Linked DNA regions of Mus musculus: regions 1, 2, 4, 5, 6 and 7 are each linked to region 3. Evidence: chromatin contacts called from public ChIA-PET, HiChIP or PLAC-seq and promoter capture Hi-C data. All regions are on one chromosome and are shown on one strand. The core of a region is the stretch at or near the end of the contact, and the rest is flanking DNA. Distances in the headings are between cores, read along the strand shown.

Region 1 (3,358 bases), core at 275-2,774, 290 kb after region 3:
CTATCTTGTGTTTTGGAGTCTCTTACTAACCTAGAACTTGCCAAGTATTCTAGTCTGGCCAGCCAGTGAGCTCAGAAGTCCTCCTGCCTCTGAGTCCCAGTGCTGACATTATATGCACACACCAACACACATGTGTTATGCGGATCATATCCAAGCCCACATGCTTGGATGCCAAACACTTCACTGAGCTGCCCCTCAGCCTGTTGCTCATACCCCTCATACTGTTTGTCTTTTCTGTGTGTCTGCTCTGACAATAATGAATGGAAATGGACAGTCGGTTTACTGAGTCTTGTGAACTATAAACTGCTGCTCACTGTTTAAAAACAATAACGATGAAAAGCTTCAGCAGTCAGTCTGCCGGGGACACCGGCACATATTTCCCTTCGGGGGAGTTTATTATAATGAAAGACCTTGTGATCAGGCCGCTTGGTGAGGGAGACAGCAATAGACAGAAACTGTACAATGCACAGCCACATCCAAAGATGATGGGGCCTTAAAATGAAGGAGAGGCTTCTTGATAAATCTAAGATGAGCCTCTTCAGGGGGCAGTCACTGTGTCAGGAGCAACCTCAAGCTGTCTCCCTGAGGCGTCTCCACCAACCCCAGAGCAATAGAAAAGTCTGACCTTTATAACCCTTTTAGGACAGGAGCATGCAGGAGCCAGGTACCACAAATTGAGGGTGGCTTCTTAACTCTGTGTTCCAGAAAGAGTCCAGGGAGGTGTGGCCTGAGTTAGGCTATAGGATCTGGCCTGTGTTCTAACACCCACCTTTTAGGGCTCCTGATCAACCTCTCCCAGCCTGAATTTTTTTTTCTTTAGGTTCATAATTCAAAGTGTACAAACTAGAAAAGATTTATCTTGTCCAGGCTCCAGTGTCATATGAAGGAGCAATCTAAGGCCCAAGAAAGCAGTACCTAGCCTTCCTTCTGTCCTTCCACCCTCTCCCCAACTCCCCCCTCCCCCACCCCACCCCCACCCCCACATATACACACATACAACCATCCCAAAGGGTGAAGCCCTGTAGTATGTGTTCTTCAGAGACTTGACGCTGGCTCTCTTCTTGCCTTCAGCTTCTCAGGTGTGGGGGGGAATCAAGGAACCCACAGACCATTTCCTCTGCTTCTCAAATCCACCTCGGGCTGGGGGAAGGGGGACACTGGCAGTTTCCTCCCGCCTACATCTCCATTCAGATGCGCTCAGCCTCAAAGCAGTACAGGCTTTCTGATATTTTTAAAGAATGTGTGCAACCTTCCCCAGCTCACATCTCTGCTCCTGAGCATCCTCCTGCCAGGCTCTCTCCTTAAGAACTAGATGGGGAGGAACACAGGCCTGCTGCAGGGAGAGAAAAGATTCTGGCTCAGACAGTGTGGCTCAAAAACAGCTCTTTGTCTGCCCCTCACCTCAGCAAACGCAGCCTTATTTCCCTCTGCATAAACCGTCTCCAGCTTGGAGCCAACAGGAACTTTGCAAGCAGTCTTGTTCCTGAGGCCGGTAATTTGTCAAACGTTAGCAGTGACTAAGCTACATACATCAGCCTCCCTTTGTTCTAGGAGGGGACCAGCTTGTCTGGCCCAAGGCAGACAGGGTGAGGGGCTGCTCTCTGCTGTCTGTCTGTATCCCCTTGCCACGCTCCGCCTAAGGAGAGCGCTGGCTCTCCATGAGGATGGTGCTTCTCTGTCCTTTTCCCATGTCCCTCTTGTCTTTCAGAACAAAAAATAATAATGATAGGAAGACTGAACTCCAAGTGGTCAGGTTTCTTAGAAATTGTGAGCATTTCCAAAGACACTGAGACCCTTAACCTCTAAGAACTGAAGGGAAACTGGAGTCTGTAGACCTGTCATAGGTCCCCAGCCAGGCTTGAGGCCACAATATGATGCATCCTACCTTGGGAAGGACCAGGCCTGGGCCCTGGATGCAGTTTAAAGAATGGGTGACTTTGATTCCCTTTTCCAGGGTTCACTATTTGTCTGTCCAGTCCAAGCTGGGACCAGAAGAAACAGGACCAGATGCAAAAATATCTGGGCCTGACAGGCAAATGTGAGGGCCTTGGCCAAAGTTATCATGATCTTCACGATGGTACAGGGCATTATGCTAAGTGTGCGTCCTTCTGAGTTGGATGTTCAGGTTGTACACCTGTGAAATCTGCCCTGGGAGAAGGCATTCATTCATTCATCCATTTCATTCATTCAGCAAACACTTGTGGGCCTACTTTATGCCAGGTTCAAGTCACACAACTGCCAAATAAATGCCAAGTATGTCACAGACCTGGTAAACCATTGGTGCGCAATAAATGCAAATGAAGGTTTGGGTCAAAAGCAGTCCGGGGCTAAGAAATGGATTAGTGGAGAAAGTTCTTGTGCCTGGCAAACACGAGTGCCTGAGTTTGAGCCTCATATTAGAAATCTGAGTGTGGTGGCATATCTTTATAATCCAAGGGTTGGATGGGTGGAGACCAGCGGATGCCCGGGCTGTTGGGCTAGCTCATCTAACCTGTGTGCCCAGCTCCAGGATGAAAAGAAATCTTGTTTCAAAAATCAAGGTGGAGGGCCTGGGAAGATGGCTCACTGTCTAAGACTGCATATCGCCCTCGAAAAGGACCTGACTTTGATTCCAGGCACCCATTTGGGAAGGCGCACAACCACCTGTAATTCCATCTCCAGGGGATTCAATGCCTCTGGCCTTCAAGGGCATCTGCAGTCAATGTGTGTACACACCCCCACACAGACATATACATAATTAAATATAAATTTAATAAATTAAAATAAATAAATGAGGTGCCCGAGGAACAATACGTGAGGTTGTCCTTCTAACTTCTACATTCAGTAGAAGTAGAATACGCTTCTACTGCAGTAATACACTTGTGTGGCCTATGGTGAGTCACTTTACTTGGTCCTCAGACCCTCAGTTACCATGGAGACAGGGCCAGCCTTCCTCAGATTCACCCGGGAAGAGTCTGTGGACACTGAGGGGAAACAACTTCACATCTCTCTGTTCATCACAGACGCCCTACTGTAGCCTGTGGGGACTTTCTGTGTCATCGCTGCTGTCCACAGCAGGGACGGTGGTGCAAAGGCCTCCAGTGGCTGTTTCCCACAGAGAAGCCAGCCACTGATGGCTGCCACCTCCTGCTCGGAGGGAGAGAGGAAAGGGGATAATGAGACTGAAGGACTGACCTACAGCTTGCACATGTGACTGGCCCCTTCCCACGTGAGTTTTGATTGATTAATTGAGGTGATGAAATTAGCAAGGAGATAGGAGCTGTGCATTCAGAACAGCCAGCTCTCTTCTTCCTGATTAAAGAGGAGTGGGGGGGGGCAGGGGAGAGAAAGAGCAAGAGATAATGTCACAGACAGACAG
Region 2 (3,172 bases), core at 460-2,959, 380 kb after region 3:
GAGAGCAATTTTAAAATGTGCTGTGATGTTTTAAGTCTACACTATGCTTCAGGAGTAACTTGGGAACTGTGGTGAGGGTCTGAATTCTTCTCTCACCCCTCTGCTGAGGCTCTTGATCAGTGGTGTGAACAGTGTGGTGGGCACAGCACTGCGCCTGATGGTGACGTTTCAAGGATTCCTGCTCTGCTCTGTTAGAGCCCCAAGCCATGGTATGGAGATGTTAAATCCCAGCTGCACAGCTCCCTAAGCGTCTGCAAGCCAGCATACAGAGAACTACCTGTCTAGCTGAGAGATACCTTCACCATAAACATGGGACAAAACAGGCAGAGGCTGCTACAAGGGTCTGTTTCAGGTTATAAACACATATCACACTCTTAAAAAGTCAGCCTTTGCTTGAGTGTAGTTTTTGTTTATTTTTGGCAGTACTGGGGTTTGAACCCAGGCCTTTTACACTTGGTAGGCATTGAGTTATTTGTTTAATTTAATTAATTTATTTATTTATCTATTTATTTTGTTTTTTTTTTGAGTCAGGGTTTGTGTAGCTCTGGCTGTCCTGGAACTCACTCTGTAGACCAGGCTGGCCTCGAACTCAGAAATCCACCTGCCTCTGCCTCCCGAGTGCTGGGATTAAAGGAGTGCTGGGATTAACCACCACCCGGCTATTTGTTTATTTTCAAGTCACTGTTTCAGAAGCCCATCTGTAGTCTTCCATCCCATTTCCCGCAGGTGACTGGCCCTCATATGCTCTCTGAGGCTATCTCGCCTGGCCCTGTGACTCTTGGAGGGATTCTTCCCCTCAGGACACGCCCTGCAACTGTCAGCCTGTGGTGTGCTCCCCAGAAACCTGCTCGCCCTCCAAAGGTTCCTTTAGAGTATCATTAGAGAAGATGGCTCCTGGAAATCCTGTTGCTAGTCGATAATCAGATCATAAGTCAGTCCCTGCCCAGTGCTATGTCTGCTCTGTTCCTGGGTATGACTGCCTGCCTGCAAGCTGCTTCCGTACACTGCTGCTCTCAAGTCCAGGCGACACCAGGGCCTGGCCTCCAGATGCACTTTGTGTGGCTTTGTCCCACAGCTACCCTCCTTCCACTCAGCTGTGCCAAAGGCATCTATTGAGTTCCTGCTGTGTGCTGAGCTAGATCTTAACATTAAGCAGTTACTTAAGATGCGATTGTCCCTCCAAGAGCTCAGTCTGTCCTGCTGAAAATTTGAATTCCCGTTCTCTCCAATGTCCTGAAAACAACATGACTTCAGGGGTCAGGTGGTGGGTCAGGCGGCATGAGTGGGGCTGGCAGTGGTTAGACCGCACCGGCAGGGTGAGGACTGGGAAGTGCTTTCCTACCCAGCTGCAGGCTCTTGTCACCAAATCTTGAGCAGCCTTTCTATATGCTGATCTAAGGAGTCACCATGTCCAGCTCACACTTTAGAGCTGTACACCAAGGCAGGGGTGGAGTGAGGGGGCCCATTTGGAGGCTGCCTGCCGAAATAACTCCTCTGTTTGCCATGTGTGCCTTTGAACATTGGTTGTATGGTATTTCAGGGATCCTGTGGTCCAGAGACGCACTTGGGAGCTTTGTTGTGGTTGGCCTAATTTCTGTCCTTTAAACCTGATCCAGGTGGAATTCTTTGAGCCCTTCTGGGACAGCGGAGAACCACGCGTTGGGGAGAAGGGAGCCCGAGGCTGGCGGGCGTGGATGCACCAACAGGAGCGAGGTGGCTGGGTGCTCATCACCCCAGGTAAGTGCTTCAGAGGGCAGGGGCGTGCCTTCTCTTCTGGGGCTGGGTTTTCCCACTTCAGGATTGTTTCTCATGCTTAGTGAGGCAGCTTAGGAGTGCTGCAAGAGTCAGAGGGTCAGGATTTAATCAGGCGCTGGACCGCCAAGCTCTGAGCTCCAACTCCCAGCATGCAGCATTCCAAGCACCTGAGGGTCTGAGGCCTCCAGAGGAAGAAGGGCTTTTCCTTCCTTCTTCCCTTCCCTTCCCTTCCTTCTCCCCTCCCCTCCCCTCCCCTCCCCTCCCCTCCCCTCCTCTTTCTTTCTTTCTTTCTTTCTTTCTTTCTTTCTTTCTTTCTTTCTTTCTTTCTTTCTTTCTTTCTTTCTAAGGGTTCACAGACTTTATTGGTTCAATAATAAACAGCAAAGAAAACGTTAACCATCACTCCGGGAGCGTCAGTGTAGACGTGAAAGCCACTCTTGGAGAGAAGGGCTTTTCCAAGTTGCTTCTCAAGTGGCTGGAGTGTCGCTAGTTCCTACTTCCCATCCTTCTGGGCGTAGATTTAAGGTAGTCTTTGGTCAATGTTCACACTAACAAATTTTGACAAATTTCTTGCCTCTTAAGGAACAAAGAGGCAACTAGCTTCACAGTTGTCATTCCAAAGTGCTTTCTAGGTTTATACCCGTAACAGAGCCAGCCAGTAGGAAAACAGGCAGACTTCTGGCTCCCAGTCTTTTAGCCACAGTTCCAGGAGCAAAAAGAGGGCAGGCCCCAGTGGAAAAGGTGCTTGGTCAGACGCCAGCCAGAGCTGGGCAAGACAGCATGCAGTGGGAACCTCGCTTTCCACTTAAATTGTTAGCACTTTGCTTTTTAGTTTCGAAGTACTTGTAGATGTGTATGTACCTGGAAAACAGGTATAGAGAGTGATAGTGCGTCCTGTCCAGAGTGGACTCAGATTTCACCAGTCTTTGTTCCTGTGTGTGTCTGTGTGTACATATGTGCATGTACATGTGTGTGTACACGTGTGTGTGTGTGTGTTTGTGTACGAGTGTGCATATATGGATGTGTCTGTGTGTGTACCAGACAGTTTCATCAGTTTTGGTGCTGCCGTGGACACGGGTGGGCCATGACTGAGCCCACTTTGTCTTCTCCCTCACAGTGATGACAGATCGATTTCATCACAGCAAGGCTTTGGGGGGTTTGTTTGTTTGTTTGTTTGCGTTGGGTTTTTTTGCCACTGTTTTTAGCCACAACCATCCTTCCTTTTTCATAGTTACTGAACACAGGGATCAGTTTTGCTATATAATATTATAAATGGAATCATCGTTTGTGTGTGCATGTGATAGATGCGTGTGTGTGTGTAGGTATGAATAGGTGGTGCATGTGTGAACATGTGTGGGAGCCTCTGTTGCTTCCCACCTTGTTTTAGAGACAAAGTTTGCCACGGGATTTAGAGCAT
Region 3 (3,349 bases), core at 212-2,711:
CTGTCCTTAGTGTCTGAGCCCCATCTGCTCTGCTCCCATCACCTCTGAGGGCCTTGGGTTGCCTCAGTGTGGTGTTGGTCATGTCCCAAGTACTTCTTTCCTCTTGGCCCTTACTGAGTTTCAGTTGCTGATCCTGTAAACCAAGGCCTGTGAGTCTGGTCTTCATTTATCCCCAGGGCATGAGAGAAAAGCCTGCACTTGATAGCTTTGGAAAGCTGGAGGAGACACACCCAAAGAGGATGAACCTGGTGACAGGGTACTGCCCAGATGACAGCTCCATCCTCAGAGGCAGTATTGCAGAGTCCAACACCCCCACTGCCCCTGAAGCCACATTCCCTGACCAACTTTCCCAAATACTGGTCATGTCCATACTTGCAGGCCTTGCCATTGCATGCCTGACTAACATGCAGGCTCCCTATCTCACCAAGAAGAAAGACAGTCTTTCTAATGATCCAGAAGGCCGGGCATGGACTAACCCCCACCCTCCTGACATCATCTGCTCAGCTCCTTGCCTTCATTCCACCCCAGCCACTCTGGCCTTTTTCTAACTCACCAAATATAGTAAAGCCGAGGCCTTTGCTCTGCCTGTAATGATCTGCCCTCCCCACCTCCCATATCCCCCCGACTCTCATCTTTAAAACTGTCAAATATCACTTCAACACCATCCTTAACCAACCCATAACCTAATTTGCTACTTTATTTTGCTTAATTAATTCATTTCCATGAATGGGCTATGAACTTTATACCCACTTTGAAGCAAAGTTGTACCCACTTCGTTCCGTTTCCACAGCCCTAAAACACTACCTAGCTCTGTGTGGGTGACCTCTGACTCTATAGTTACTGAATAAATTACACAAGTGAAATAATGTTCAGCTTAGACACCTGCCCCTGCTCTCAGTTACAAGGTCAAGGCCTGGAAATGCCACTTATGAGTTGGTATTCTCCTCAGAGGGCAAGGGAGCTGGCATCTGGGCTTGCAGCTACACACACACACACACACACACACACACACACACACACACACACACGTCCTCCCTCACTTTCTTCCAACACACACTTAAGGAACTTCGGGCAGGTTCTGGAGGAGCATGAATCTCCACTGCTTCTGGCCACATGATGGGGACGGAGGCTACCTGGGGCAGAGGGGAGCCTGAGGAGGGGCGCAGGCCAGCACAAGCAACCTGCGATGGCAGGGCCAGCCGAGGCAGGCTCGCCCTTCACGCCCTCTCGCACTAGAAACCCCGGCCTTTGGAGCCCCAGAGCATCCTCGGGGTGGCTGCCCTGGCTTGACCCCTCACCGCTCCAGGTTCGCTCCTGAGCACCGTCCCGCGCTCCTCATTGCTGTCCGGCCTCCGCCCCGGCCCGCTGCGGCTCCGGCCCTGGCCGGCAGGGGCCGCTCCTCGCGGCGCCCGGGGCCCCGCCGCGCCCGCCGCCGCCCGCTCCCCGCCCCTTCCCCGGCCGGCGTTCCCGTTACGCCGCCGAGCCGGGAGCCGGAGCCGGAGCCCGCGGCCGCAGCGGGAGGCGGCGCGGGGCCCGGCGGCGGCGGGGCCTGCGGGGCCTGCGGGCGCGCGCCGGGCCGGCCAGGGCGGCCATGGCGACCAGGAAGGCGGGCTCGCGGCTGGAGACGGAGATCGAGCGCTGCCGCTCCGAGTGCCAATGGGAGCGGATCCCCGAGCTCGTCAAGCAGCTGTCGGCCAAGCTCATCGCCAACGGTACGCGCGGACGCACCGGGGCTTGCGGGACCGCCGCGGCCTCCGGGGCTAGGCCTGAGGCTCCGGGCGCGAGCAGGGGCGCGGCCGGGCGGCGAGGCGCAGGCCGCGCGGTGTGCGCGGGCCAGGCCCTTGGGGAACGCGGGGTCCTCCGGTCACGCGGCGTGCGGCTGGGCGGGCGGGCTGTGCCTGTCGGAGCCTTGGAGTCCTGACGTGCAGGCTGGAGAGGTTCACCGACCCCAGAGACCGGAGGCCAGCCCCGGGCTTCCAAGAAGTTGGAGCTTGTGTGTGTGTGTGCGTTTGTGTGTGTATGGAGCCCCCCGGGACATACCTGTGGGCATCTGGGGACCACCAGAGTGTGTGTGGTGTGCTCAGGGGTCCTGTGATGGAGATGTTGTGAACATATGGTAATCAAGGGCCCCAGGAGGGAGCTCAGACTTGGAGGGTGTCAGGGGTGGCATTGGCAGGTTGGGATTTGTGTCTTGAGGTCAAGACAGTTGGGTGTCAAATCTGCAGACCCAGAGAGGATAGGGTGGAGAGTACAAGGGAAACAGAGTCAGGGAGTCTGGGAGAAGGTTACTGGGCAGGAAGATGAGACTGTATTAACAATGAGGGAAATGGAGCTGATTGGATGAGGGGCCTGGTGCGCCCAGGAACCAGGATCTGACTTGGGAAACCTGGCGGCTGGACTTGGCCAATGACCCCATTTGCTGAATTGGTTCTTCCAACCCATCAAACCAAAACTGCAGCCAAAATCACATTCCAGAGCGAGACTCCACGTGGCCTTATTTGTTTTGGAAGCAAGTATGGTTAATATTTGCTTGTCTTTTCGTACGCGCCAAAACCACAGGCAGGCACTTGGAGCCTGGGCAGAGAGGGCAGAGGATTTTGTCCTCCTTCACCTCTGGCTTCCCAAGACTGTCTGAGCAGGCGTGGGACAGACAAATCACAGAGGGAATGAATGAAGGACTGACACTGCTCATTCAAGGAAGGACATGTGTACTCTTTTCAACCTTCACCCCGAACTACCCAGAAACGGACAGGGAAATCTCATAGCCTCTTTAAGGTTGGTGGTTGTTTGTGATTTTATGAAAATAGCGCCTGGAAATGAAAACTTAACAAAACCAAACCAAACCAGGTTTCTCTATATATCTTTCAAACTTACCTTATAGCTTAGGCTAGCCTCAAAGTCTCCCGCCTCCTGCCTTGCCTCCCAAGTTTAGGACCATAGGCAATGTCACCATGCAGACAGGGCAAGGTTTTGGTTTTGCACACTGTCAACCACAGTACCTTGCTTTGGGTAGGTGTCTTTGTTAAGTTAGCATTGGAGGGAAAGGTGTTGAGTACTCAGGACCCCGAAGGCAACTTGACCTTGCCTGCTTTTGTGGCGTCTCCTTCCTTCCTGCATTTTCCTGCTTCTTGTTGAAGTCACATTCCTAAGTTTTTTGGGTCACTTCCATCCCTCCTGTGCAGGTGGATGTTAGCATTGGGTGTGGTTGTGAGCATCCTCCCGTCTCCACCTGCGACCTGGCTGTCTGCTCTCATTCAGTGGCGTGTGCAATGCCCACCTGGGCCAGGTGCTGACCAGGCCCCTGCTGTCTTGCATTTACTTCCTCTGAGAGGAACACTGAGGCCCAACT
Region 4 (3,399 bases), core at 840-3,339, 410 kb after region 3:
TACTATCACTTCACTGGTACTTTGGCTCTAAAACACAAGCACCCCCACCCCCACCCACTGTAATGTGTGGAAAATGAGTACCTGGGCTCCCAGGTATGCACTTACTGTGTAGACATTACTTGCCTCTTAGAACCAAGAGCCATGCGACAATGAGGAGCCAGTAAGAAAGCTGGCAGCCAGAGAGCACCCCTCTCAACCGGGAGGTTCAGACTTGCCACCCTCTAATGTCAGTTACCTCCCCGACTGTGAAAAGAGACTCGCCACGCATGGTCATTTACTCTCTCCAGAGATCCACAGGACCCAGAAGACTTTCAGCAGCAACCTACCAAGCTCCTATCCTGACAGCCTGGGACCCAGACAAGACTTCCTTCCCGATCTGAAAAGCTGTCATCTTAAAACGCATGAAAAGCTCATCGGGATTTCTGACTTTAAAACAATGCTTAACACTGGGCGATGCCTTAAATGGTGGTCCTTTAAATTCCTGTGCAAAGATATGTGGTTTAGTGTACGTGTGGGTCTGTGCCCGCATGCCGGGGCACTCGAGAGGAAGCCAGAGGGCGACTTCCAGGGATTCTTTCCTTCTGCCTTGTGGGTCCTGGAGTCAACTCAAGCTGCCAGGCTTCATGTCGAGTGCCATCCCATCTGCCCAACAGTGGAGCTTGAAACAGGAGTAACAGTGGACTCACTGATTCACCACCCTAGGGAAGCACCTCTCACTACAACACTGGTGGCTTCAGTACCAGGACAAAACCACCTCAGAAATGATGCCAAGCATAAAGCACATTCGACCACACGCAAGGCTCGGACCTACTCAGAGCTGGAGTTACAGACCATTCTGGAGCCTGCTGGCATGCATGGGTGCCGGGAACCAAACGTGGGTTCTCTCAAAGTGCAGCAGGTGTTCTTTACCCCTGAGCCGCTTGATTCTCAAAGCCCCCTTGATACACAGGCAGATAAAAGGACCAAGGTCCAGGGAGGTTAACGGCCCTGTATATTGTCACAAAGCTTGTTAGACAGAAATCACACTAAGTTCTGCTGTCTCTCAAACCCAGAGGGTTTCTCAACTGCTCTAGAAAAGAAAGGATTTGTGCCCCACCAATGGTCACTGGCTGTATTTCTGTTTCCTCATTAAAATGGGGACATTAATAATAATCTTCGGGGTTGTTCTAAGAAGTAAGAACAACTCTGGGGAAATGCCTGGCGCATGTTCGGGATACTTTTTGTTTGTTTGTTTGTTTGTTTGCTTTTCCGAGACAGGGTTTCTCTGTGTAACTTTGGCTGTGCTGGGACTCACTCTGTAGACCAGGATGACCTCGAACTCAGAAATCCACCTGCCTCTGCCTCTCGAGTGCTGGGATTAAAGTCGTGCGCCACCACCGCCCGGCTTGGGATACTTTTCAAAGTCATCACCGGTCCTTTGTGTGCTCTGGCCTTCACCTACATTCAGATGCATTGGCCTGGCAGCTCATGATTCGGGCGGACTTCAGGGTTGCCTCCTTTTGCATTTCCTGACCCTCTGCCCTGCCCGGGCTTCGCTCAGCTATCAGTACAGATTACTCCCTTACAACCTTAATTTAGGCCTCGATTTAGATTTCACATCCACGAAGGGTCCTTCGCTGATACCCTAACAAAACCAGCCACCTTCTTACAACACAGCTACGTAACGATCTGGCCCGGTCCTGTTCCCTGACATATTTATTGTCTCCCTGCTCTAGAACGGAAGCGCCATCATCAACCGTGCTCGCCCGGTAACCTCCGTGCCTACATCTGAATCCGGCTCAACCAACCAAACCGGAGAGCGCTGAGCCGTCTGCGGAGAAACACTACGCTGGCTCTGCGGCTCAGCCGCTGTCCCCAGCGTCGGCCGGGCTGTCCCACTCGGCTTCAGCCCTTCAGCGCCTGCCTACTCGAGCGGTTCACAGCCCGGTCTCTCCCTGGGCGCCGTGCATCCTGCCCGCGTCCGCCAGGGAGTGAGATCCGCTCCGACCCGCGATGAACCCGAGCGTCACATCGCCTCGTCCTCCCGCCTTGGGGCGCATGGATGTTTGAGACGACCAGCCGAAACCCTTAGTCACTCACCATCTTCCTTCAGTCCTCCAAATCGCCACCGCCGGAAGTGCATCCACCAAAGCGACCCGGACAGAACGGAAGTAACTTTAAAAAAAAAAAAAAAAAACAGGCTACGGAAGCCTATCGGGACCAACTTCCTCACGGGCGAAGTTGAGCACGAAGGGCTTATTTCGGCGGTTTGGTACAAGGATTGGTTAAACATGTGGGCACTTAAAATAGTTTACTCGAGGGAATTCTAAGTAGCTGATCTTGGGCTTTTGTCAGTAACTTAAGACAATGATCTTGGACGTTGGAGACTTGGGGAAAATATGAAAATTTTAGAAATTTAAAAGGATGCAAAATTATAATTGGGAAGAAGTATTTATGTCAGGCAGGAATGGCGCTTGGGACTGAGAAGTTGATGTGTACACAGCATTTATGATCTTCTTTAGTTTCTGAACTTTGTAGCTCTCTTGAAAATAGTTCTTTGCCGAAAGAGATCTAAATGTGTGCTTTTTTTTTTTTTCTTCCCTCTGATGACAAGGGACTGATGATGGTGGCTAATACTGTGTTAAAATTACCCTTGAGGCGCTGGAGAGAGGGCTCAGCAGTGAAGAGCAGGGGACCCACATGGCAACTAACAACCATTCAGGGCACCTGTAAGCACGTGATGTGCAAACTCATACATGTAAACATAAACAAAGTAATTAAAAATTAAAAAAAAAAAAAAGACAGGACACTGAATGTGGAGAGAGTCCAAGTATCACTGAGGAGGGACACAAACTGGGGCTTGGGGCCCCAGGCAGGTGTTACACATTGTTATTAATTAGTGTTATTAATGTTAACGATAAATTCTTTAGCTTGTCCATGTAAGTACTCTTTGTGTTCCTATTCCTAAGTAAGAGTTTGAGGGATAGGAAATCTGACTCCCTAATTAACAGCTACTTTGAACAAAAGAACTGGTTAGTCAAACAGCCCGAAGGACCTGGCTATTTTGAGTACTCCACAGACACACTGAGAACTATACACAATCCCAGTTGATGGCCTTAGCCGTTCCCAACACCTTGTATCAGACCTTTTGCTATCATTCAATGAATTTCAGAAGACCCTGCCATCATTTCTACCTAGCCCAGGTGGGGCTATTTCCCCTGATGGTCCAGCAGACAGAAACTGTGTGTTGTAAGGTGAAGGTTAAAGGGACAAGGTGACTGGTGCCAACACAAACCTTCATCAATACCCACGTGTGCTATGGTTATCTGAATCTTTATCTTGCTATATATACAGGCTGCTCCAAGCTTGCTGGGTGAGTTGGCTGGAGGACACTCCATTGCTGCCTCCCTGGATGTTGTA
Region 5 (3,462 bases), core at 701-3,200, 260 kb before region 3:
AGAGGTTCTCGATTGAAAAGAATCCTTATTAGAAAGACCAGGAGGAGCAGCAATCTGCCATAGCCATGGGAATTCACCAAGTCTAGAAACAAGGGTGGCACAAGGAATTCAAAGGTTCCCAATTCAAGTGAGCAGGGGACTTTAGCTGCGTGTTGACACAGGAGTCCTATGTGACAGATCTTTCAGATATGCCCACGAACTTCCCCAGGGTTTCTTATTTACCCACACATATACATCACGCCAGGTCAAGGACCACCAGTTGAGCTCCTGGGATTCAGTCCCCATGACAAAAGGAACAGCTGAGTTTTTAAGGTTGTTCTTATATGAACTGCTATTGGAGGCTTGGTTCCCTGTAGGCAGTGTTTAGGGGCAGGACCTGTGGGAGGGAATTACATCCTGTGCGCTTGGACCTCAGCAGTGGGCTTTGGGAGGTGGTGGAAACCCCTGAAAGTTAGGCCTCTTTGGAGGAAGTTGGTACTTGGGGGTGGGCTAGGGATGGGCTGTTGTATTTCAGACCCGTCCTCGCTTGGCCCCGTTCTCGCTGAGACCCGTCCTCGCTTGGCTTTCCTGGCTGCTACGAGTTGAGCTGCTTCCCTCTCCCACCTGCTTCAGCCATGTTGAAAGATCCTGGAAACGGCCAGGTCAAAGGGCTATGGACTGGATGGATGGAACCTTTGACATCATAAGCCCAAATAAACTTTTCCTCCTTAACGTTGCTGCTCATGTCAAGGGTCTTGTTATATGAATGGGAAGCTAACACAAAAATTCTTTATCGGAATGTGTGCAAGCCCAGTCTAGCTTTCAGCTGGTTCTATCCTGCCTTGTCTTTCTGCCTCAGTTTCCCCCATCTGTTTAGTGGATGCTGCTTTCCTTCTGCTTCTTGCTCCTGGCTTTATTTCCCCCTCCTTTGACAGTGTTTAGCTACTTTGAAGGAACAACGCTCGCTCCTTCTGGACCAATCAGTGCCAACATGCTGCCTCCTGCCCTCCCTAGCACACATACATGTTCATGAAGTCAGGAAGATGGCTGTTAACGAACCCCTAGGTTAATCACACAGATAGGAAGAGACTTCCCAGAGTCACAGGGCTCTGCCTTCTGCACAGGTCAGAGGGTTTGTTCCCCCAGCCACCTATGACAAGAGAGCCTTGGCTCCCGCAGTGGGGACTGAAGCAAGCTCTCAATGTGAGTTTGCCTCACCTTCAGCAATCATCCCTCAAAAGCAGAGAGAGGCACCTCGAGCCCTGTGGTTATCTGGCCAACACCCCTAGGCCTGCATTGGCTTGGTCTGTCCTCCCCTCATGCCAGCCCTGAAGTCTCTGCCACTAGCTTCATTTCCTCCTCCCTAGCAGGTTGTGGCCCAAAGTTGGCAGCCACTCAAAGCCTATGATTTCAATTTCCCCTTCTTTGCTTTCTCATGATCTTGGGGTTCTCAAGGTCTGGAAGGTGTCCTGAAAGGCCATCCCAGGAGGGTAGAGAAGCAATTCCACAACTCATGGTCCCCAGTGTCATATGCAGAGATTTGACTTTCAAGGGGAGGCCCTGGTGGCTTCTAGCAGAAAGCCTGTTAACTGATTTTGGCTTATAGCCCCCTGGAGCAGTTTCCTCAAACGCTTGGGCTGGGATAGGGTAGGGTGGGGTGTGTGGATGTTGCCTAGGGCAGAGAACTATGCCGCGTTCACGTTCCCTGCTGACTTACTGTTGGTTTGAGATGTCTGGACTAGAGTCCACACACAATTCTTCCTTTTGTTTCCTCAGCCTTGCAGAGCGAGCTTCCTTCTGAAAGGCATAAAGCTCTCTTTCTTCAGCTCACAGGGGCTTCTGGGGCTGCCTGTCGCCACCGCCACTGCCACCAGCTTGCTCTGCCCGGCTCAGTCTCTGATCTACATGCCTGGGCACAGCCCCAGGCACCACTGGCTGCTACAGCTCTGCTACCCTGCAGCCAATGCTCTCAAGGCCTGTACTGGGGTGGAGACTTCCATGGCAGGATGCCAGTCCTGGTTCTTAAAGTCACAGAGCCCTCTAAGGTTACTTCCCTTTGCGGGAGTTTCTTGCTTTCCCCGGGCAGCAAGGAAGCATGACACAAAGGCATGGCCATGATGATTGGAAAACCTGCTGCAGCAGGGTGGAAGTCCCAAAAATTCTAATGTCACAGACCTAGGAACTCACGTAAGCCCTGAGGAGTTTCACAACTACCCTGGTAATTCCCGTGTGAAGCCAGACTGGGATTGCTGTCTGTGCTGTCCAAATGTCAGACTGCACTGGGTCATTTGAGGTACAGGCGAAAATGCAGGTGTTGACCCGAGCGAGAGTCAGGCTCTTGCAGATCAATGGCTGCTAGCCCTGGGGCTGTGCTGGGTTAGGCAGGGTAAGTTGCTCTCCAGCATTCAATGTTCCCTGGACTCATCTGAGATAATAGGAACGCAACACTAGGCCAGTCTCTAGCACTCAGACTATGCTTGAAAGACACGGGCAGGCCTGTGGGGGTTTTTCCTCCCTTGGTCTGAATGCTTCCTCTGAGGAAGAGCAGGTTCTGCTTTCTCTTGCCTCAAAGCTTTCAGGACTTCCCTTCAGAGCCAGCCTTAATCCCAACCACACAAGGTTCTAAAGCAGATGGTGCCAGCCAGTCTCTGTGGTTTCACCTTCCCTACCGCTCCCGAGCCTCATACCCCAACCCCAGCACAAACCACACACGTAAGCACAGTGCAGGTCCTTTTGGTGCCAGCCTTGGCATGTCTCTTCTTGGGTCACTTTTCTAATTCTTTTTCTCCAGTTGGTTAACTTCTCCCCCTCCTGGAGGAATTGGGATGGGTGTGCCTTGCCCTTTGTTATAAGACAGAGAGAAGACACCATCTGCACCCCACGACCACCACCAAAACCAAAAACCCAGACTTCCACAGGATACTTGAATCCACTGGCACCTTGATCTTACTTAGCCTTCCCAGTCTTGACTTGTGAGAAATAAATTTCTGCTCTCTACAAGCCATCCAGCTTGTGGTATTTTGTCATAGCAACCTGAATAAATGGAGACAAAGACATTGTGCTGAGTGAAATAAGGAGAATGTCTTAGTTAGGGTTTTACTGTGAACAGATACCATGACCAAGGCAGCTCTAATAAAGGACAACATTTAATTGAGGCTGGCTTACAGGTTCAGTCATTATCATTAAGGCAGGAGTATAGAACCATCCAGGCAGGCATGGTACAGGAGGAGCTGAGAGTTCTACATCTTCGTCCGAAGGCTTCTAGGAGAAGACTGGCTTCCAAGCAGCTAGGATGAGGGTGTTAAAGCCCAGGCCTACAATGACACACTTCCTCTAATAAGGTCACAACCCCTCCAACGAGGCCACACCTCCAAATAGTGCCACTCCCTAGACCAAGCATACTCAAACCACCACAGAGGAGTCCATAATTCTACCTGTAATAAGGTACCTAAATCAGCCAAGGTCATCACTGGGACAAAAAGT
Region 6 (3,370 bases), core at 59-2,558, 320 kb before region 3:
GAACCAAAGGAAATGCTAACTTTCAGCCGAGGTTTATAACACACACACACACACACACACACACACACACACACACACAATTTTCCCACCCAGTGGCGGGCATGGTGGCTCACGACTTTAATCCCAGCACTTGGGAGACAGAGGCAGGCAGATTTCTGAGTTCAAGGCCAGCCTGGTCTACAGAGTGAGTTCCAGGACAGCCAGGGCTACAGAGAAACCCTGTCTCAAAATCAAAACAAAACAAAACACCCCAAAAAACCAAAAAACAATTTCCTCGCCCAGTCTCATGGGTCTCTAAATGTTCTTTCTCCATGGACCTCAAGAAGCTGCGAAGTTCTGACAGAATCAGGCAAAAGCAAGCAAACAGCGCCAGGAACATCGGCTGCCTGATTTACTTCTAGATCCCACAGGATGAGCCTGTCCCTGGATGCCCCGGTCTTCCCTTCCAAGATTCTGCACAGGGCGACCTGGGTGACTTTCACTGGTGGTATACTTCTCCCCCTGCAGTGGGGCTTACGACAGGCTTAGAACGCAGCCAGGATCAGGATCCCCTGGGACGACCTTGGCTGCCACTTAACTGGCTGTTACCACCCTGGCAACTGTAAGATGAGGCTCTGCTGTGCTGCCAGCCCAGTGTCTGTATGACAGCACCTGGGACAGAGCAAAGGCACATGTAGGCCACTCACAAAGCCAGGCAGGGCTCCTGGGGACTGAGACACCTCTGTTTAGGATGGGCCATCTATCCAGGCCATCAGTCAAATTCAAGGTGGCTGTAAGAGCCATCTCTCTCAGGGCCTAAGGGCAGTGGGGTGAGTTGTTACAGACAAAACTGTATGGCAGCTGTGGGGAGAGGGGGCAGTGACGTGTCATGGATAATTGACAGGCTTTGGTGAACATATATGGACGTCTGTGCCTCTGTACAAAGCTTTTTTTTTTTTTTTTTTTTTTTTTTGGTTTTTTCGAGACAGGGTTTCTCTGTATAGCCAATCTCATCAACCCAATCTTTTGTGCCTCGAAGGTTACTACAGAACTGCAGGGACCTGACGCAGTCCAAGCCTCTTTGGCAGGAGTCAAAGTGGGGAGGGACACTGTGACAAACAGCGCTCAAGATGAAAAAAGTCCAGCCACTGTGAGCAGGGAAGTCTGGAGGCTGGTCTTGTGCACAGGGAGGCCTGGAGACTGCTGATCAGCCAGAGTGCTCAGACTTGTCCCAACAGCATCTGGGAAGGAGGCAGAGGAGGAAGGGCGCCACTCTTCCCCACGTGACTGGTTTCAGCAGGAAGAGAAGTGCATCAACTCGGCCACAGGGACAGTCCCTAACAGCAGGCGTGTCCCAGGAGAGGCCACCCTTCTGCCGTTAACACTCTGTGCTCACATCAAAACTGGCCATGGTGACACCCTGTGCTTGTAATTCTAGCACTGGGAGATAGAGACAAGAGCATCCCCAGGGCTCTCTGGCAGAGAGCCTACCCTTAATCAGTGAATCCCAGTAAGAGGTCTTGTCTCCAACTCCACGGTGGGGCCAGTGAAAAGACTCATCAGATAAAGGCACTTGCTGCCGTGCCTGGTGACTTGAATTTGATTCCCAAGCCCCACGAGGCAGAGGCAGAAGGAGAGAACTGATTTCCATAAGTTGCCATCCAATCTCCACACAAACATTGCACTACCAAAATCACCCCTTCCCCAAATAAGTGTAACTTAGCAGAAAACAATGTGTTCTGCTCCCGAAGAGTACTAGTTGACCTTTAGCCTGAACATACATTCATATATACATGCCCTCTCTCTCTCTCCAAATGTCCAAATGACTTTGATTGACATTGCACAGCCATATCAGAGGCAGGTGGGAGAGAGACTGACTCAGAGGGTAATGGTTTTACCTGGGAGGGCGACTGAGCTAGGGCTGACCTTAGGGCTTCTGATCCCTGAACCAACATTCTCTCCACCATCGGAAACTACAGAGTCCATCCACATTTTCAAGCTGTTTTGCCCAGGGGCATGGCCTTACCTTGTATGCTCCTGCATGGCTGGGACCTGTTAGGTCTCTTCTGGGGATCCCTGCCTGCTCCAAGGCCTCTTCTATGGAGAAGCTGCAGTCTATGATGAAGGTCACCATTTCTTTTAGTTGTTCTGAGTGCTCTTCCAGTGAGGTCAGGATGCCTGTGCAGGTGCCAAACTTGTATTTCTGCAACTGTGGACAGATGGTCCTAGGGACACAAAGAAGTGCTCACAGGCCCCTGAGGCGCTTTTTTTGTTTTTGTTTTTGTTTTTAGAGACAGGGTTTCTTTATGTAACAGCCCTGGCTATTCTGGAACTTGCTCTGTAGACTGGGCTGACTCCAAACTCATGGAGATTCATCTGCCTCTGCCTCCACAGGGTGTACCACCGTGCCCACTCGGCCAATACTGTGTTTATTAGAAGGTCAGAGAGGGGCTGGAGAGTGGTTAAGAGCACTGACTGCTCTTCCAAAGATTCTGAGTTCAATTCCCAGCAACCACATGGTGGCTCACAACCATCTGCAATGTGAGCTGACGTCCTCTTCTGGTGTATCTGAAGACAGCTACAGTGTACTCATATACATTAAATAAATAAATCTTTAAAAGAAGGAGGAGGAGGAGGAGGAGAAAAAGGCAGAGGAGGGACTCTCTGATACTGACACGTCTAGAGCTCTCTACACTGGGGAGCGCTTGGTTTTCAAGTCGGGGCTTTGCTGGTGTTCCTGAAGCATGACCAAACCAGAACCACTGAATCAATGTGTGCATAGCATAACCTGTGGGTCCCACCCCATCCCATTTCCTGAACCTCAATGTGAGACCAGTCAGACCCACAAGAATAAAACAATGGTGGACTTTCTGCAACAGGGAGATGCTGTTGGACCCAGAGAAACTTTGGTGTCCTCTCCCATGAGGCTGAAAGCCTTATGTGGTACGAGCCTCAACCCTGTTCACCCCAAATCATTGCTGGGTTATTCCTCCTTTCCAGCCATGTGCCAGGGGATGGGTTGTAGGGATGGCCAGGGTGTGACTCCACATTCAGACACCAGCTCCATGGAGCAGCAAGTGTCTGGATAGGGAGAAACACAGAGCAATGAGGCACCCTCCTCCTCTACTGCTCTACTTTGGATCTCAAGTCTCCCCTAGAGGCCCATAGACTGAATGCACCATCCCAGCTTGTGGTGGTGGTGGTGGCAGCTATGCACCTTTAAGAGGTGGGAACTAGTAAGAGGAAGTTAGGTCATCGGGTATATCCGCTTTTAAGATGAGGATGTTACTTCGCCATCCTCTCTCTCTGCTTCCTGAGTAGCTTGGCTCCACTCCATCTCCCCTGCTATAATGTTCTGCTTTGCCACAGGCCCAAGCTGTAGCCACTCAAC
Region 7 (3,366 bases), core at 49-2,548, 510 kb before region 3:
ACTCAAGGCCCTCCTGGTTCAGCCCCACCAAATTCTGTGATTACAGGAACCAGAACTGACTGCCATGGCCTGAGACAGGATGTCATTGAGCCCAGGCTAGCTCTGAAGTTGTTATGTAGACAAGGATAACTTGAAGATCCTTTTGCCTCCATCTCCCCAGTACTGGGGTTACAAAGCTGTACCATCATTCCCACCCCACTTTTTTGGGTAAGATTTGTTTTACTTTTTATGAGTTTTAGTGTTCTGCCTTTATGAATGTATACCATATGTATGTCTGGTGCCCTCAGAGGCCTTGAAATTCAACTTAATGATAGTTGCGAACCATCCTGTCAGTGCCGGAAAACAAGCCCAGGCCCTCTGGAATAGAAGCAAATGCTCTTCATTGCAGAAGCCCCCCCACCTCCACCCTTTATTTGTTATTCTGACTTCCACATTTCTTGGAACCTTGCCAGTATACTGGGGGCTACAGTCTATTTATTAACAGGCTTTCCAACCAGGCAGAACTGTAATACCACATGTCATCAGCAGATGTCACATCCCTAATACGTGAAAAAGCTACGCTGCAAAATGACTAGCCAAAGGGTAGTCATTGAGTACCTGGTGTGTTCTCCCTAGGAGTGTGCCAGGGGCTTCGGGTTAACATTCCCGCATCGCAGTGAGGATTAAACTCGTCAAGACAAGAGTACATGCAACAATGGCCCAGCTCGGGGAGCGAAGTTATTACCAGGAAGTGGTGAGAACGTGGGGCTGCAGGCCTCCAAGCACACAGCCCCCGCCAGCAGGGGGCACGGCGTCCATCGCGCTGGGAGCCCAGGCTCAAAGCTGCCGCTGCGCACTGCGGCCGGGACGGGCTCTCCCGCACGGCGTGCTATGGTGGAGGGAGGGTAGAGCCATAGCAGGGGCGCACACGCGTGGGGCGGCCACACCGCCAGCATCCATCCTGAAGGAACTTCAGGAAGGGAGAAGCCGGGGAGTCGGCAAAGCAGATGCACTGATGCGCAACCCTGCAGTCTGAGGCTTACACCAAGCCTCTTCCTCTCGGGCCCAGGTCTGCGCGCGCAGGCTGCACCTGCCCGCGCACTCGGGCCGCCACGTGCTGAGGCCCCGCCCCACTCCCGTCCCCGCTCCCCCAACGCGCACCCGGCCCGGTGCGGCTCCTCTCCGCTAGGCTGCGCAGGGCACCGGGCGACCGAGGAGGGACCGCGTCGCCCCTCCCTCCCCCTCCTCGCCCCCACCTCTCGCTCTCCCCGGGCGGGCGGGGCCGCAGCCGCGCACCGTGGGCTCGCGCCCCGCCTTTGTCTCCCGCGCCCGCCGCCGGCTGCCGGAGCCGCTTTGTGCGGCGCGGCCGCGGCTCAGCATGGACGTGACGGTGTCGCAGCTCGTTGAGCTGTTTCTGCAGAGCCCTCTGGTGACCTGGGTGAGCGCTCGGAGCGGCACCGGGGACCGGGAGGCTCCGTGTCGGGTGGGCGTCCCCACGGCTTCCCACTCGGGAACGCGCACCTGTTCCCGGCGGCCGTGGGGGCGGGGAAGGGGGGTGACCCCTCCTGAAGCTCAGAGACCCGCGGTAGGGGCGCAGAGTGGGACCGTGGACCGGCGGGCTGAGCGTGCTGCCTTCCTGTGCGTCTGAGACGTGAGGATTTTGTTGAAAAGTCCTTTTTATTTATTTCTCTATTTTCCTCGCGTTCTGGGACGCTGGAGAAAAGTTAGCCAGAAGTCCTGTCCGGAGGCGGGAAAGGACCGCGGTTCGGGAAGGGTAGGCTTGCTGCCTGCGAAGAGTACCACGGTGGTTGGTGACCTCCCTGGCCTGCCTTGTCCCCCAGCGTCAGACCAACATGCTTTTGCCTCCCCGCAGGTGAAAACTTTTGGATCGTTTGGAAGCGGCCACCAGGACAACTTGACTCTGTACATGGATTTAGTGGACGGCATCTTTTTGAATCAAATCATGCTGCAAATGTAAGTTGCCTCTTCAGAGAGGATACTTTAAGAAACCTAAGATTGTAGCGTGAATGCCGGATGGCCAGGGAGGGATTCCGTTCAGGTGGGCCGTTGGACCCCCCCATCCCCCAGCACCTCATTCGAGCTAAGGAAATTTGCGGTTGACTCATTTGTAAACTCGGGCACTTGATGGTAGTCTGAGTGCTGACACCAAAAGTCCCTTTTCTTTTTGGAGGGACACAGAACTGTAAAGAGGGTCTGGTTGGTTACAGGAAATGTCCGCTGGGTCTGGAGCATCGCGGTGTGAACGCAGTTTCACTGTGGCTTGGGAACTGGGCTTCTGAATCTCCTTCTCTTCCCAATTGTTGGGGCAGATGCAGTCATTAATCGTCCTTGTGTGAATTGGGTTTAGAAGGCACACAGGCAGGCAGGCAGGCTGGCTGTTTAGAACGTTTGCTTGGGCTTAAACAGGGTCTCGTAGATACTACTTGCCGGCCGCACCTCTGACCACATCCGTTGTGGAGTTCTGCAGAGCCTGTCTGTCTGACATCTTAGCACCACTTAGGTGTTGGCTCCTACCCCTCCATTCTGTGTTTAACTTAGAAGCTTCGGGGATCCTATTGGAAGTGAGTGACAGTATGAGTCACAGGCACTTGGAACAAAATAAAACTGGATCAGCCTTTACATGTACCCACTCAGCTGGGACTGATGGAGGTGTCACACTCAGTAATCCATTAGCTAATGAAATACAGCTTGGATTTGTAGCTGGGGGTGGGGGCGGGTAGGGGGTGGTTTCCCAATGAGATGACTCCATTTGTTTTCATAGGACATTTGATTCACAGTGGTAGAAACCCCGTCTTTTTTTTTTTAAATCCAATTCCACTGGTCTTCAGAGTTTGACCAGGTTCTAAAGAGACATTTGCTGTTGGCTTTGGCTGCGCTTCTCTAAGGACTGATGAGAATTGAGTTTTTCTGCGGCTGCCTCTGAGCAGGCTTGGGCTCTGGCCACGCTCCTGCCACCCCCGTTCCGTCAGGCCCCAAGAATGGCTGGGTTCCATTGGTAGAAGGACCATTACAGCCTATCCCCGTTAAGCTTGCGGCTGTGTAATTAAAAAACACAGCAGTGTCCTCCAGTCTTCCACTTAGCTACACACAGGCACAGGGGAGAACAAAAGCCGGGGGGACGATTCGCTTTCTTCCCTGACCTTTGGAATTCCTGAAGCCTTTACACTTGCCTGTAAATCAGGGAAGAAAACTGCCGGCTCATCACTTATTTGCATTTGCCGCGCCCCCCCCCCCCCCCGAATTCTGGCAGAGGGCTGTCTGTTCCCCTCCCTGACAGTTTTCAGACTCATTTTTCCCTCTGTGATATGTAACTGTGATCCTTCTGGAAGAAGAACCTGGCAGGTGTGCAGCAATCCTGGGGCAGCC

The links. Promoter capture Hi-C pulls out the DNA fragments that hold promoters and counts their contacts. ChIA-PET counts read pairs in DNA pulled down with a chosen protein or histone mark. HiChIP or PLAC-seq counts read pairs in DNA pulled down with a chosen protein or histone mark.
Region 1: an H3K4me3 HiChIP or PLAC-seq map of embryonic forebrain shows a contact between it and region 3, with 4 times the contacts expected there. The contact joins the enhancer-like site here to the promoter of Ttc7b in region 3. A contact is called at or near these places in 16 of 39 promoter capture datasets (the 3T3-L1 cell line, 3T3-L1-derived adipocytes, the C10 cell line and 11 more), 1 of 484 Hi-C or Micro-C datasets (Th1 cells), 10 of 115 datasets of contacts at active chromatin or transcription factors (T-cell acute lymphoblastic leukemia, embryonic forebrain, embryonic stem cells and 6 more) and 3 of 9 other capture datasets (embryonic stem cells, liver and pancreatic islet).
Region 2: an H3K4me3 HiChIP or PLAC-seq map of embryonic stem cells shows a contact between it and region 3, with 7 times the contacts expected there. The contact joins the enhancer-like site here to the promoter of Ttc7b in region 3. A contact is called at or near these places in 10 of 39 promoter capture datasets (the 3T3-L1 cell line, the C10 cell line, the HPC-7 cell line and 7 more), 1 of 15 datasets of contacts at CTCF or cohesin (the NIH/3T3 cell line), 18 of 115 datasets of contacts at active chromatin or transcription factors (SST interneurons, T-cell acute lymphoblastic leukemia, acute myeloid leukemia and 10 more) and 4 of 9 other capture datasets (adipose tissue, embryonic stem cells, liver and 1 more).
Region 4: a contact with region 3 is called in an RNA polymerase II ChIA-PET map of memory CD8 T cells, with 40 read pairs. The contact joins the promoter of Psmc1 here to the promoter of Ttc7b in region 3. A contact is called at or near these places in 12 of 39 promoter capture datasets (the 3T3-L1 cell line, the C10 cell line, the HPC-7 cell line and 6 more), 1 of 484 Hi-C or Micro-C datasets (embryonic stem cells), 11 of 115 datasets of contacts at active chromatin or transcription factors (acute myeloid leukemia, embryonic stem cells, extraembryonic endoderm stem cells and 6 more) and 3 of 9 other capture datasets (adipose tissue, embryonic stem cells and liver).
Region 5: an RNA polymerase II ChIA-PET map of memory CD8 T cells shows a contact between it and region 3, with 99 read pairs. The contact joins the promoter of Dglucy here to the promoter of Ttc7b in region 3. A contact is called at or near these places in 4 of 39 promoter capture datasets (the C10 cell line, the HPC-7 cell line, cranial neural crest and 1 more), 2 of 484 Hi-C or Micro-C datasets (the CH12 cell line and liver), 2 of 115 datasets of contacts at active chromatin or transcription factors (memory CD8 T cells and pancreatic cancer cells) and 1 of 9 other capture datasets (adipose tissue).
Region 6: a contact with region 3 is called in a promoter capture Hi-C map of pre-B cells, with 4 times the contacts expected there. The contact joins the enhancer-like site here to the promoter of Ttc7b in region 3. A contact is called at or near these places in 12 of 39 promoter capture datasets (the 3T3-L1 cell line, 3T3-L1-derived adipocytes, the C10 cell line and 7 more), 1 of 15 datasets of contacts at CTCF or cohesin (large pre-B cells), 1 of 484 Hi-C or Micro-C datasets (B cells), 10 of 115 datasets of contacts at active chromatin or transcription factors (SST interneurons, cardiomyocytes, differentiating embryonic stem cells and 5 more) and 4 of 9 other capture datasets (adipose tissue, embryonic stem cells, liver and 1 more).
Region 7: an HNF4G HiChIP or PLAC-seq map of pancreatic cancer cells shows a contact between it and region 3. The contact joins the promoter of Ccdc88c here to the promoter of Ttc7b in region 3. A contact is called at or near these places in 7 of 39 promoter capture datasets (the 3T3-L1 cell line, cranial neural crest, embryonic stem cells and 4 more), 3 of 484 Hi-C or Micro-C datasets (all in embryonic stem cells), 5 of 115 datasets of contacts at active chromatin or transcription factors (embryonic stem cells, memory CD8 T cells, microglia and 1 more) and 1 of 9 other capture datasets (adipose tissue).

Annotation. Positions count from the first base shown.
Region 1 is chr12:100,226,402-100,229,759 of GRCm38.p6, reverse strand. No RefSeq gene overlaps it. Among named protein-coding and RNA genes, the nearest start is that of Gm40557, 14 kb to the left of the region's middle. Within about 2 kb of position 1,524, at least 48 of the 459 cell types and tissues checked have an H3K27ac peak or open chromatin away from gene starts, as enhancers often do. A contact at or near this core is called in T-cell acute lymphoblastic leukemia, Th1 cells and embryonic forebrain, where this site is marked.
Region 2 is chr12:100,136,223-100,139,394 of GRCm38.p6, reverse strand. Nrde2 (nrde-2 necessary for RNA interference, domain containing) reads left to right here. Exons shown (of 14, transcript NM_001290303.1): 8 at 1,617-1,737. Among named protein-coding and RNA genes, the nearest start is that of Nrde2, 22 kb to the left of the region's middle. Within about 2 kb of position 1,709, at least 6 of the 459 cell types and tissues checked have an H3K27ac peak or open chromatin away from gene starts, as enhancers often do. A contact at or near this core is called in embryonic stem cells, where this site is marked.
Region 3 is chr12:100,518,934-100,522,282 of GRCm38.p6, reverse strand. Ttc7b (tetratricopeptide repeat domain 7B) reads left to right here and starts at 1,461. Exons shown (of 20, transcript NM_001033213.1): 1 at 1,461-1,712. The coding sequence starts at 1,592.
Region 4 is chr12:100,108,892-100,112,290 of GRCm38.p6, reverse strand. It overlaps Psmc1 (protease (prosome, macropain) 26S subunit, ATPase 1), which reads right to left and starts at 2,089. Exons shown (of 11, transcript NM_008947.3): 1 at 2,080-2,089. The coding sequence starts at 2,082.
Region 5 is chr12:100,777,545-100,781,006 of GRCm38.p6, reverse strand. Dglucy (D-glutamate cyclase) reads right to left here and starts at 1,950. Exons shown (of 13, transcript NM_145448.5): 1 at 1,697-1,950. It overlaps Gm40558 (a long non-coding RNA gene), which reads right to left. Exons shown (of 3, transcript XR_872933.1): 3 at 3,262-3,293.
Region 6 is chr12:100,837,334-100,840,703 of GRCm38.p6, reverse strand. It overlaps Dglucy (D-glutamate cyclase), which reads right to left. Exons shown (of 13, transcript NM_145448.5): 4 at 2,006-2,204. Among named protein-coding and RNA genes, the nearest start is that of Gm36572, 55 kb to the left of the region's middle. Within about 2 kb of position 1,308, at least 77 of the 459 cell types and tissues checked have an H3K27ac peak or open chromatin away from gene starts, as enhancers often do. A contact at or near this core is called in B cells, hematopoietic stem and progenitor cells and pre-B cells, where this site is marked.
Region 7 is chr12:101,026,823-101,030,188 of GRCm38.p6, reverse strand. Ccdc88c (coiled-coil domain containing 88C) reads left to right here and starts at 1,298. Exons shown (of 30, transcript NM_026681.5): 1 at 1,298-1,417; 2 at 1,853-1,953. The coding sequence starts at 1,358.